Regions from separate parts of the Anas platyrhynchos genome. Here region 1 is linked to region 2. A link is a contact called in public Hi-C data. All regions are on one chromosome and are shown on one strand. Each heading gives the region's core, a stretch centred on a gene start, on an enhancer-like site or on the middle of the called end of the contact. The rest is flanking DNA. Distances are from core to core; before and after follow the strand shown.

Evidence for each region. A called contact is a pair of places that touch in the nucleus more often than the background predicts.
Region 1: a Hi-C map of liver shows a contact between it and region 2, with 1.5 times the contacts expected there. The contact joins two enhancer-like sites. A contact is called at or near these places in 2 of 8 Hi-C or Micro-C datasets (liver and skeletal muscle).

What each region holds. Positions count from the first base shown.
Region 1 is chr22:2,619,870-2,624,731 of IASCAAS_PekinDuck_T2T, forward strand. All of the region lies in intron 11 of RERE (arginine-glutamic acid dipeptide repeats), which reads left to right. Among named protein-coding and RNA genes, the nearest start is that of SAMD11, 30 kb to the right of the region's middle. Within about 2 kb of position 2,457, at least 6 of the 8 cell types and tissues checked have an H3K27ac peak or open chromatin away from gene starts, as enhancers often do.
Region 2 is chr22:2,569,319-2,574,591 of IASCAAS_PekinDuck_T2T, forward strand. All of the region lies in intron 9 of RERE (arginine-glutamic acid dipeptide repeats), which reads left to right. Among named protein-coding and RNA genes, the nearest start is that of SAMD11, 81 kb to the right of the region's middle. Within about 2 kb of position 3,748, at least 1 of the 8 cell types and tissues checked has an H3K27ac peak or open chromatin away from gene starts, as enhancers often do.

The DNA.
Region 1 (4,862 bases), core at 1,207-3,706, 49 kb after region 2:
GTGGTTGAACACACTCGTAATCAGAAAGGAGCTTGCACCTTGGGACCGTGGTTTTCTGTTAGAATTGTCCCAAACCTGCAGGTTAGGGGCTTTGCATTTGGGAGAGCAGGATGCTGCCAGTCCAGGAACTGGACAAGCAGGTAGGGAAGAGTTAAGCTGAACAGAAAGGCTGTTGGGAGGTAATAACGTTGCCGTGGAATAACTTGAGGTGATGAATTGTTTGAAGCAGCAGATGCATTTAAGAGCTGAGATGGCTGTCACTGCTGTGATTTGCTCCTAATTAATGGAGAACTGCACATAAAGCTGAGAGCATTCTTAGGCTATTGAATATTTCATATGGAAAACACGGGGATTCTGCATTTAGAGAGGCTGCGGAGATGTCAACCACCACGAACCTTCCTCTAACACATCGCTTTGGAAAGTATTTCTCCTTTGTGCCTACAGGACCAAACCGACCGAGTGTGTGTCAGCAAAGCCTGTTCATAACCTCCCTCGAAAGCAGCTACCTGCTGCAGCAGGAAAACCCTGATTCCTCACACCTCACTGTTTTTCTTCGACTGTCACTGCCGGGTGAAGGAAGCTTGTTAAAAGGAGATTTCCTTTTGAAGCTGGGAAATAAAACGCTGCGGATGTGGTGGTCTGAAGAATGTGAAGGTCTAAAGTGGGCACATGTAAAATGTTTTCCTTTGCGTCCTTTGCCTGAAATTCAGTTTTGTGTCTTAGCAAATCAATATTAGTCTAAATTAAAGCAGGTTTTATGGGAGTCAGATCGGCGCTTGATCCCAGCTGCTTCCCTCCCTTCGGACAGCAGAGCACTCAGACCGGAGGAGTTTCCTGTGTGGAGCAGAGCTGTGCCTCTCCTTCCTAGCAAATCCTGCCTGTCAGCATTGCCCAGCACGTGAATCCTGGTAGTGCCACGCCAGTGAGAACTCCTCTGACATGCTGCTGTGATCTGGCGCTGCTGAGGAGCTGACAGGAGCAGCAGGTTACAGCAGTGGTCCTTAAACAGGCTGGGTAGCATCTCTTCATCTCTTCATCTCCCTTCCCTCATCACCCAGCCCCTGCCAAGGAGACCTGCAGCCTCCTCGTTGTGCAGGCATCCCTCCCCTTCTGATGCCAGAGGGATTGCAGGCAGGGAAGAAAGGCAGAGCAGAGGATGGTTTAACAAGCCTTGCGAAGGGAGAACTGACTTCATCTCGTCCTTCCGTGCACTTTCTCTTCTGGGGTGACCAAGTTCTCCCCGGGTCGTGTAAAACGGGAGATCTCAGCCTGTCCCCTGGCCGTGCTGTTGAAGATCAAGCACTCAAGATTTTGAGAGATCGTTCCAACGCTTGGCAGCAGGAGAGGCTTTGTAAGCACTGGAGAGGCCAGGGAAAGAAAAAAAGCAAAAGCGAAGAGCCAGAGGGCTCCCAGACCACTTTGCCATGTGGTGGCAGCGTGGGCTGCGTGGGAAGGGGCAGCGTGCGGGGAAACCCTGCGCAGAAGCTGCAAGTGTTGGGTGTCTGCAGGAAGCATTAGCCTGGGCGATACATGTGGTCGTTCGCTGAGCTTGGCCCCGAGCCCAAGCGCTGCTAAAACCCAGCCTTGCTTCACAAAGGGAAATCTTCCCCAGCTGGAAGGAGAGAAGGGAACGTGTCCCCAGCATGGAGCCGCGCGGCTTTCCCCTCGTCCGGCTCGCACGTGCGGTGGAGGCAGCACGCTCAGCATCCACCAGCAGCTTTCGTGGCCCTGAGCTGTGTCGCTGGGTCTCTTCCTGAAGGATTTTTTAATAGTGGAATATTCGGCTGTCATAAACCCAGTGCTCAACGCACATAAAGCAAATGCAGCTCAGTCACATAGGAGGTGACGTTGTTTTGAATGCTGTGTCCAGAGCCATGGGTTTGGTTTTGGGGAGAAAAGTCTGTTCTTGCACTCTTTTGGGGGAAACTTGTTAAGCTAACCCAGCTACCACCAGGTTCAGTGCAGCAGCAGTTTGTTCTGCTGCCACCTTGGTACTTCTCTTCTGGTGTTCCTAAATTCTGTCTGTGATGCCTTTTCAGATTCCTGCTGGAAACGCTAGCATGTCTTTAAGTGGAGCCTCTTGCGTGGCACCCTGTAATTAAGGGTACGTGTACTGAGTGGCAGCACTTGTTAGAAATGTAGGATGCTTCTGTAGTGTGTTGGGGGTATTGTTTGTTGGTGGTGGCATTTTTTAAATGCTATAGCATATAGTTTGTCTTCTGGTAAACTTACACCGATTCATACTCCAGCAATTTTGGAAACTTCATGGCTAGAGCTTACCAGTTACCAGTCGAGCATCCTTCTAAAGCGTGCGTCGGAATCAATATATTCCAGTAGGCTTCATTTTCTCGAAGGCGGCCAGCAAGTATTGTTATAACCTCCTTGTTGCTGTTGTTCTTTTGAAGTTCTCAATTATAAGTGCCTCTCCTCTGGTTCCTGACACCTCGGTTGCTGTGTGAACACAAGCCGCTAATTAAACTGATCACTCACGCTGCCTAGTGGCGAGCATCGCCACGCTGTGCCTGTTAGACACGTTAGCAGGGAACAAATGGCGAAATGGGATGCCTGATCTGGGCCTCGTGGGGTTCCCGAGGCGTGTTGGCACAGCCCCAGTGCTGCAGTGGAGGATTTTTGGGGGTTTTCCTGCAGTTGGGGTGTGCTGGGGAGGAGGGCGAGGAGCTCTGGCCCTGTGCAGGGAGGACGGGGCTGGCAGCAGCCACATCTCAGCTCTGGACTCACCCTAGCGTGATTTGCAAGGCCGCATGAGTCAGAGCCCGAAGTCAGACCACAAATTAATGGCTTTGGGGTTTTGGTCTTTTTTTGTTATCCCTAGTTGTGAAGGCGGGATCCAATTCACCTTCCAAGGGAGCAGCAAGGCTTAATGCTCACTGGAGACAGCGGGGCAGAGCAGAACTGTTAGGAATTAGCAATTTCTTTCAATTTTGAGCTCACTGCATAGGAATTACAGTAAGCTGCAGTGAATCGGTCTTTTTAATATTGCTTTCCAGCTCTTACCATTGTCTTTTAGTTAAGTTTTACTTGCTAAGGATTTTTTTTTTCTTGAAAGAAAGAATTTGAGACTGGAAGGAGCAACAATAACCGAGAGATAAGCTGCTTATGTGGCAGCCCTTTTTGTGTGCGTGTTTGATGTCCTGCCTCAAGATTCATCTCCTCACATATCGCTCTGATAAACAGGAAAACGCTTGGAGTACCCCCCAGCCCTCCGCACTTAATCTAGAAAATCTACTGATTCAGAGAAATGTTCTTTGAGAGCAGTAAAAGGAAAACAGCTGTTGAGGGATGAGATCCAAGAGAAACCAAGCCTGCTTAAAATCACAGCTTAACGACGGGGATGTCTGTCTGAGAGAGCTTTTGTTTGCAAGAAGTTTGGTGCTTTTGTCCTGGCTCAGCCCGAAGAAGACAGCGGGACCCTGCCCGCCTCGCACCGCTGCGCCGGGATCAAGTTTTTTGGTGATAGGCTTGGTGGTCCAGGCCAGTTGATTTGATGCTTTCCAGGTGTAAAAGGGGCGGCTGTGTTCCTGTGCCTGGCTTGGTCAGGTGTCAGGCATCCTGCAACAGAGGTTTTTATGAAGAGGTCAGATTTGGGCTGTCTGCAGCCTGGGATCGGGGCTCTGGCAGTTCTCACCGTGGGCTAGCCCGTCGTGAGGATAGCTGCAGGAAAAAAGGGCAGGCACATTCCTCTGTTCCCAGGTGATTGCATATCAACTTCCCTCATTAGCAGGCAGGATTATTTTGTGTAATTTGTTGCCTCCTGTGTCATTTTTTGGTTATTTTCTGAACGCCGTCGGTTTAAATATGACTTCAGCAAAGCGTCCAAACTCAGCAGCTCCCCTATGGGTCACGAGCTGCAAAGGGAGGAAGCTGTATGTCAGAGGAGATAACGCTCACGTTTGACAAGCCCAGCCTTGTGTGATTCATCCCAGATGTGTTTGGGAAACCTAAAACATCTGTTACACGGAGATGTGGAATGCAGGTCAGCGTGCAGACAGCAGCCTCCGAGACCGTGCTGCTGCGGCAGGGTTGCCTTGCTGGGGATCCTCATTGCTGTATTTAAATGAAAGCAGAATTACAGAGTGGGACATCCGAAACACAAGCGGCTCAGGCTTTATTTACCTTTAGCTCTTCTTGCACTATTAAAACAGGAAAATCTTACCAAATGTTCAGAATTCCATTTTTTTTTTTTTTTTTTTGCCTTGGTTGGTTTTGCTTCCTTGCTTTTCTGGTTCGTGTCTTGTCAGTGACCACTGCCTGCCCAGGGGAGCAGTGGGGCTGGCAGTGCAAGCGACCTGTGTTCTGTATCTAGGGGCAAAAAACACGTTCTCTGGAGAAATAAGGGGAAAAACTGTCTGCATCATGGGGAAGCACTGTACCTGAGTGATGTCGGAGTCTGGTCACGGAGCGTGGAATAGGGGCAGGCTGGTTTCTAAGCCTGGTGGTTGTGAATTCACCCAGGTAAGGTGCAGGAGGCCTGGAGGTACCAGCTGGGACCAAGGGGCTGGTCCTGGGGGACCATAAAGAAGTCATCGGGCTCACCCGTCTGACCTGTAGGGAGAAGCTGCAGGGAACCCTTGGGGAGTGAAGGTATTTCCCTGTATTCTGGGGAGAGAAAACCTTTCTCATTCCAACCGACACAAACCCAATATTTTCTGGGGGCCCTTGGGCTGTGGCAGGGGCACTCAGGTAAGCCTGAGGCATCCAGTGGGGTGTTGCAGTAGGGCAGGGTATTGATCGGAGGGCACAATGAGCTGGGAATGGTTTCCTTTTAGACACACATTGGTGGTGGTTGCTGTGAAGTAGCCCACCACCATGAGTACACCTAAAAATCATGGCATGGCTTGGTT
Region 2 (5,273 bases), core at 2,498-4,997:
CCTTCAGAGAGCTGGTGTGGTTAGCCTGTTTTTGTAATTAATCCTCTGTAGCAATGCACTTTGCCTTCTTTAGCCCTTCTGGGCTTTGAGTGTGGATAGGCATCGCTTCTTAATAATCACAAAACCACCAAAAAGCCTCCAAAAAGACTGTATGTACAGGGTATCTGCGGAGATCCTTAGTTTGAAAATCGTGCAGGAGGGTCAGGACTTAATTAGCTAATTTTTTTTTTTTTTTGCCTGCTCCAAGCTAATTGAAATTTGGAAATCCTTAGAAATCATTCCCTTTCCAAGTCAGGCCAGCTTAATTAACTGTCTTATTTTGCTCACCATTCTTTACTTGCAAGCTCATTGCCCACTCTAATGACATGTTCAGTGTGGGAAGGCATCCGACACGCTGCTTTCTTCTCTTCCATAGAAGGAAGAAAAAAATCCCGAGGAATTATTTTTAAAAATGGCCAGTTGTGGTGCCAGTAAGTTTTACATGTGGATAAATTTCTTCGTAACACGTGCGTTGGTGTGTAGCCTGGCCCATCTGTAATACATACGTGGAGCAGCGGGGGGAAGAGTTCTGGTTTTCAGATGACAATAAATCCTGCACTGAAACGTGGCAGGGTCAAATTGGTGCGTGTTCAGACAAGCAGGTGAAACTGCATTTATATTCCTACATGCGTGCCCTTGTTCTCCTGTATAGCTGTAGAGGTTCCAAATCTGTCATCACGTTATGCAGCACTCCTCTTAGGAAACTCAGCACTCGGGTATTCCTTCATTGTGGGACTGAGAACTCTTTGGAGGCACGACCCTGTGTTTGGTTACGGAGAACGTCCTTCTTGTCCACTCTTCAGCGAGCAAACGGTGTCAAAACACTTAAGCAGGTTATTGTCCTGTGGCTTGCCGTGTCAGGCAACTCAGGGTAAGGTTTTCCCGTGTGATTTTGTATTGCCATAAGAAAAAAAAAGTCATAGAAGTTAAAATATTCCTATAAAAGGGCCTCAGAAGCAGAAATGATGTTGGGTTTTGCTCTCAACTCTCACATCATGTGAGGCATTAAAGAACAGGTTAAAGAACATCATTAGAAGAATGTGTGAGAGTGGCTGGTGTCCCAGGGAGCTCGATGGGAAGTTTTGCAGAAGCTCCCTGAGGCAGAGCTGTGAGTAGGAAGGAGTCGCTAGGGATTTCTTCCCCTGTCCTCATCTCACCACAAGGGTAATGCCAGAACTGCACTGAAACCATGACTTCATCTTCCCTAAATCATGGCTTCATTTTCCCTAGACAAGTAGGCAAAAACTTCTGAGGCTATTGGGACGTCATACCTAGGATCTGGGTATCCAGAGGCTGGAAGGAATGACTTTTAAATGTCTTAATGCGATGAGGTGTTACAGGAATTGGAAGATCCTGCAGATCTGAACCATCAAAGGAAGCGTTTGATGCTACAACAGAAGATAATACCGCTTAAGCTAGCGTACTGCTGCACGGAAGGAAGAGGAAAAAGTCATATGCTAATACTGTACAAATCTCTCCTTACTAATAGCGTTGTTCTGACTTCTCGTAACACTGTTACACGGGAGCACGTCATTATGAGTGACAAATGTGACAGCGTAATATCAGTTTAAGGAAATTCAGCTCTAAGTAACATGTCACCCAGACAAATTACTCCCTGTTTTAACTTGCCCTTGGACAAGATTTTCTTGTTCATTAACTACAGACAGGGTTGAAAGCATTAAAAATTATTTAAATATATGTTAGCATTTCTTATTATTACTAGTTTTCCTTTTGGATGAGTCTTCATTAACAGCTACTCTCATGGTTCAAATGAGGTAGCGCAGCACTTCAGGGGCCATCGCTGTCTGCCTGGGCGTGTCGGAGAATGAAGCCACTTCGAGTCCATGAGACAGTTTTGCCACTTTGAATTTTCACTCATCCTTATCCTTGCTCTTGGGGGAAGAAAAAAAAAACACACTACTTCTGTGCTTTATTTGTAAGATGAGTCAGGAGATCGTTCAAAAGAAACTACTGAAAGGGCTGTAAAAATGACTGTCGTGGGTACTTCCAGAAATCATTCTGGGATATATCAAATGGTCAAATTCTTGAAAGTATTTCTTTAAAATGCTCTCGCATTTAATGGTGCTACTTCTGCAGGTAACTTGCAGGGTCTTGCCCTTGTTCAGTGCTAGCAATGCAGTTGTGCTGACCCACGAAGGAGCTGCCCCAGGGAGCTCCCTCTGCTGTTCTGCGTTTTGCATCCGTGCCTTGAGCTGTTCGTGGTGGCCCGGCAGCACCCTGTGTGACAAGGGGATGCAACACAAGCATCTGGCTCTTTAATCTGCATCATTAGCATCTAGATCACTCTGTAGCAATTAGAGCTATATAGAAGCTTAAAATAGATGAGAACTAGGGGTAAAAGATGGAAGTTGCTGCATTTTAATTTTTTTTACTTTTTTCCAAAGTAGCGAGGGCTGATTTCTGTATTTTCCAAGCTGACAGATGCCACAAATCAGATATTTAAAAACCAGAGCTAGCAATAATTTTCTTCTGAAGCAGCTGTATTGATTTCTGTCACCTCCTGAACTTTTTCTGTTAGTTTCAAATTTTGTTGCAGGCCAAGCTGTTAGACAACTAGTTATAAATCACAGCTCACCAGCCAGCTCGTTGGCAAAACAAGGCTGTCAGGCAGAGGCTTTTTGTTGGATAGCTTGGGTTCTTGATTGCTTCAAGGTTTTGTTGTCCTTGGGCACCAGAGGGAGCCCAGCAAAATAGTTTCCTTGTCCAAAAGGGCAGTGTTTTTTTTTTTTTTCTCTGATCCAGATCATTCAGTGTGTGTGCAGCAGGTGGGGAGGAGTTACAATTAAAAAAAAAAAACAAAACAGGGGGGTGGATCGATGGCATTAAGGAGCATTTGGGGCCAGCCTCTTGTTGGGCACTGGGCATGGCTGATAAAAATCAGACGTTGCCATTTCGGGGAATGAGCACTTTAAAGAAGGCTACATGTTTGGAAATAGGCTTTGCTCTTTCACCCAGTGCAGTGTTTGCTGGGCACTTGCACAGCAGCAGAGACAAATCCCCCTGCTAGCGACCGGCCAGGGCTGCCAGGAGTGCTTGCTTCAAACTGAAGCCGCTCGGCTGCGCTCCCGAAAGCGGCCGGCTGAATTACATTTCATATTAAATTAGCTATCTGGATTAGCGTAATTACGCCACAAGAACTAGCTACTCGAGCCACGTGGCAGTAATTCTCTCTTCTCTTTTCATTTTCCTTGTCTTCTTCTCTCTCCTCTCTATTTTCTACCTTGTTAAGCAGGCTGCAGTTTTACAGAGCCGCTGTCTATCTCCACCGTTGCCGGCTTCAGTGAGAGGAGCAAATCCCTTGCTAATAATCACTGTTCTGAGGCCTGCGTAGATTACAATAAATAGAGCTTAAATGGGGGCGTTATGTAAACCTTTTCTGTGTGGTACCAGGCAAATTCCAGCCTCTTTTCCAATTCACTGCAGCATCCCGCTTGACAGCAGTGAAAAATGTCTTCTGACTCCACTGTATTACTCGAGGCTTAAAATGCTCTCACGGTACTGGTGGTATTTACCTCGTGTTGGGCAGGGCAGGCTCCGTATCTCTGCACCCTGACAAGTGACACGATGTGTTTGTGACTGGCGATGGTTCAGGGGAAGAGCCAGCACTTGACCTGGAGGGCTCCCAGCACTGTCCTACGGACGCCGGACACGTCCACGTCCCCACGACAGCACAGCCTGGCTGAAAATCCCTTCTGCTTTTATTGGCTTTTCTGGGTAGGTTTCAAAGCAGTTGAGCAATGCTCTATTACAGTGCGGTTGCAATTTTTCCTTGGAGAAAAGGGCTCTGGAATCTAGCAGCGTTCTTAATGAACTGCAATTATTTAATATTGTAGCATGAATGCAGCCTCACTCGGCCGGGCTTTTCAGCGGGGATCGTAATGACTGTAATTGCGAAAGGATACCTCGCCGAAGGAGAAGCTGCCAGATGCAATGCCGTTCTGATCGAAAAAGGTCACAGTAAAAGGGACATTTAAATTAAGTTATAAATTACAGTTGAAGAACAATATTTTGATGAGCGAGACCAGGGATGTCAGAGCTGCAAGATGTAATTCATGGGTTCATTACTGAGCAGAGGTGCCTGACAGCTGAGCCATGCCAAAAGGAGAATTTATTTGCAACATCACGCAGACAGAAAATGGCAGCTCGGCTGAGAAGCTGTGGTGGAAACTTGAAACCTTGTGGTAATGTGCAGACTTTATGCTAATAAGGCTTTCCTGTGATCTAGAGTTGTTTAATGACTGTTGTAATATAAATGAGCTTTTTGGATACGTGCATATTGAGAATTTTTCTTTAATCTGAAATCCGGCCCAGCGATGCAGAAGTTGCTTTATTTTCCGATTCCAAGTTTGCAAACAACTGCAACAAACGTACGTACACGTTATGTCACAGCAGTTCAAAATGGAGATGCCAGAGTTAATGCTAAAAACAATAATTCTCTAGGTGACAGGACGGTAATCTAGTGTTCATAGCAATACCTTGAAAAGTTCAACCAGAAGTTAATTAAACCGTAGGCAGTCATCATTAGCTATTATTTATACGTTCAAGTTGCTTGCCAATAAAGTGCTTATATATATTAAATGACCAAGAGCAATAAGCAGAGAAAGATCCATCAGCCAGATTGAAAGAAGCAGATTGAACTCGGGCACTTACACACAAATACATTTTTCCTTTTGCTGCATTATCCTGTTCCTGGCACTTAAAAGCATTTTGTCCCTTGATCAAAGTCACGTTTTTTTTGAGACTCCAGACCGGACAAGTTCTCTTGTTTTCGCTTCTGTTTGTTTTCTTTTACGTGACTTTTTCTTTCTGTCTGTGCTCATGGGTTTTGTGGTTTGAATGCAACCGCTTGGTCAGAAGCTGCTGCTCCTGTTATCTGGTGGTTTGGGGCAGTTCTGGCAGCCTGGAAACATGGAAATTTTCTGGTAACCAGCGGAGTTGCCTGTTAGCCCAGTCCTTTCTTTCTCTGCCTGATTATCTGCAGGCTGAGAGGTTTGGGCAATAGGGCAGCCAGGATAAAAAAAACAACACTTGTTGTTCCTTGAGGCAAAATACAGGTTTCCTCCACCTTACAAAGGGGCTTTGGCACGGCTGCGTGTTTTGGGAGGGAGAAGGAACAGAAGCTCTATTCTCTTCGACGCTGTCAAATTTCCGAAGTGAAAAATCTTTTAGGTGGTAGCACACACAGAAAAAAGCATTTGCAAGGTGAGCTGGCA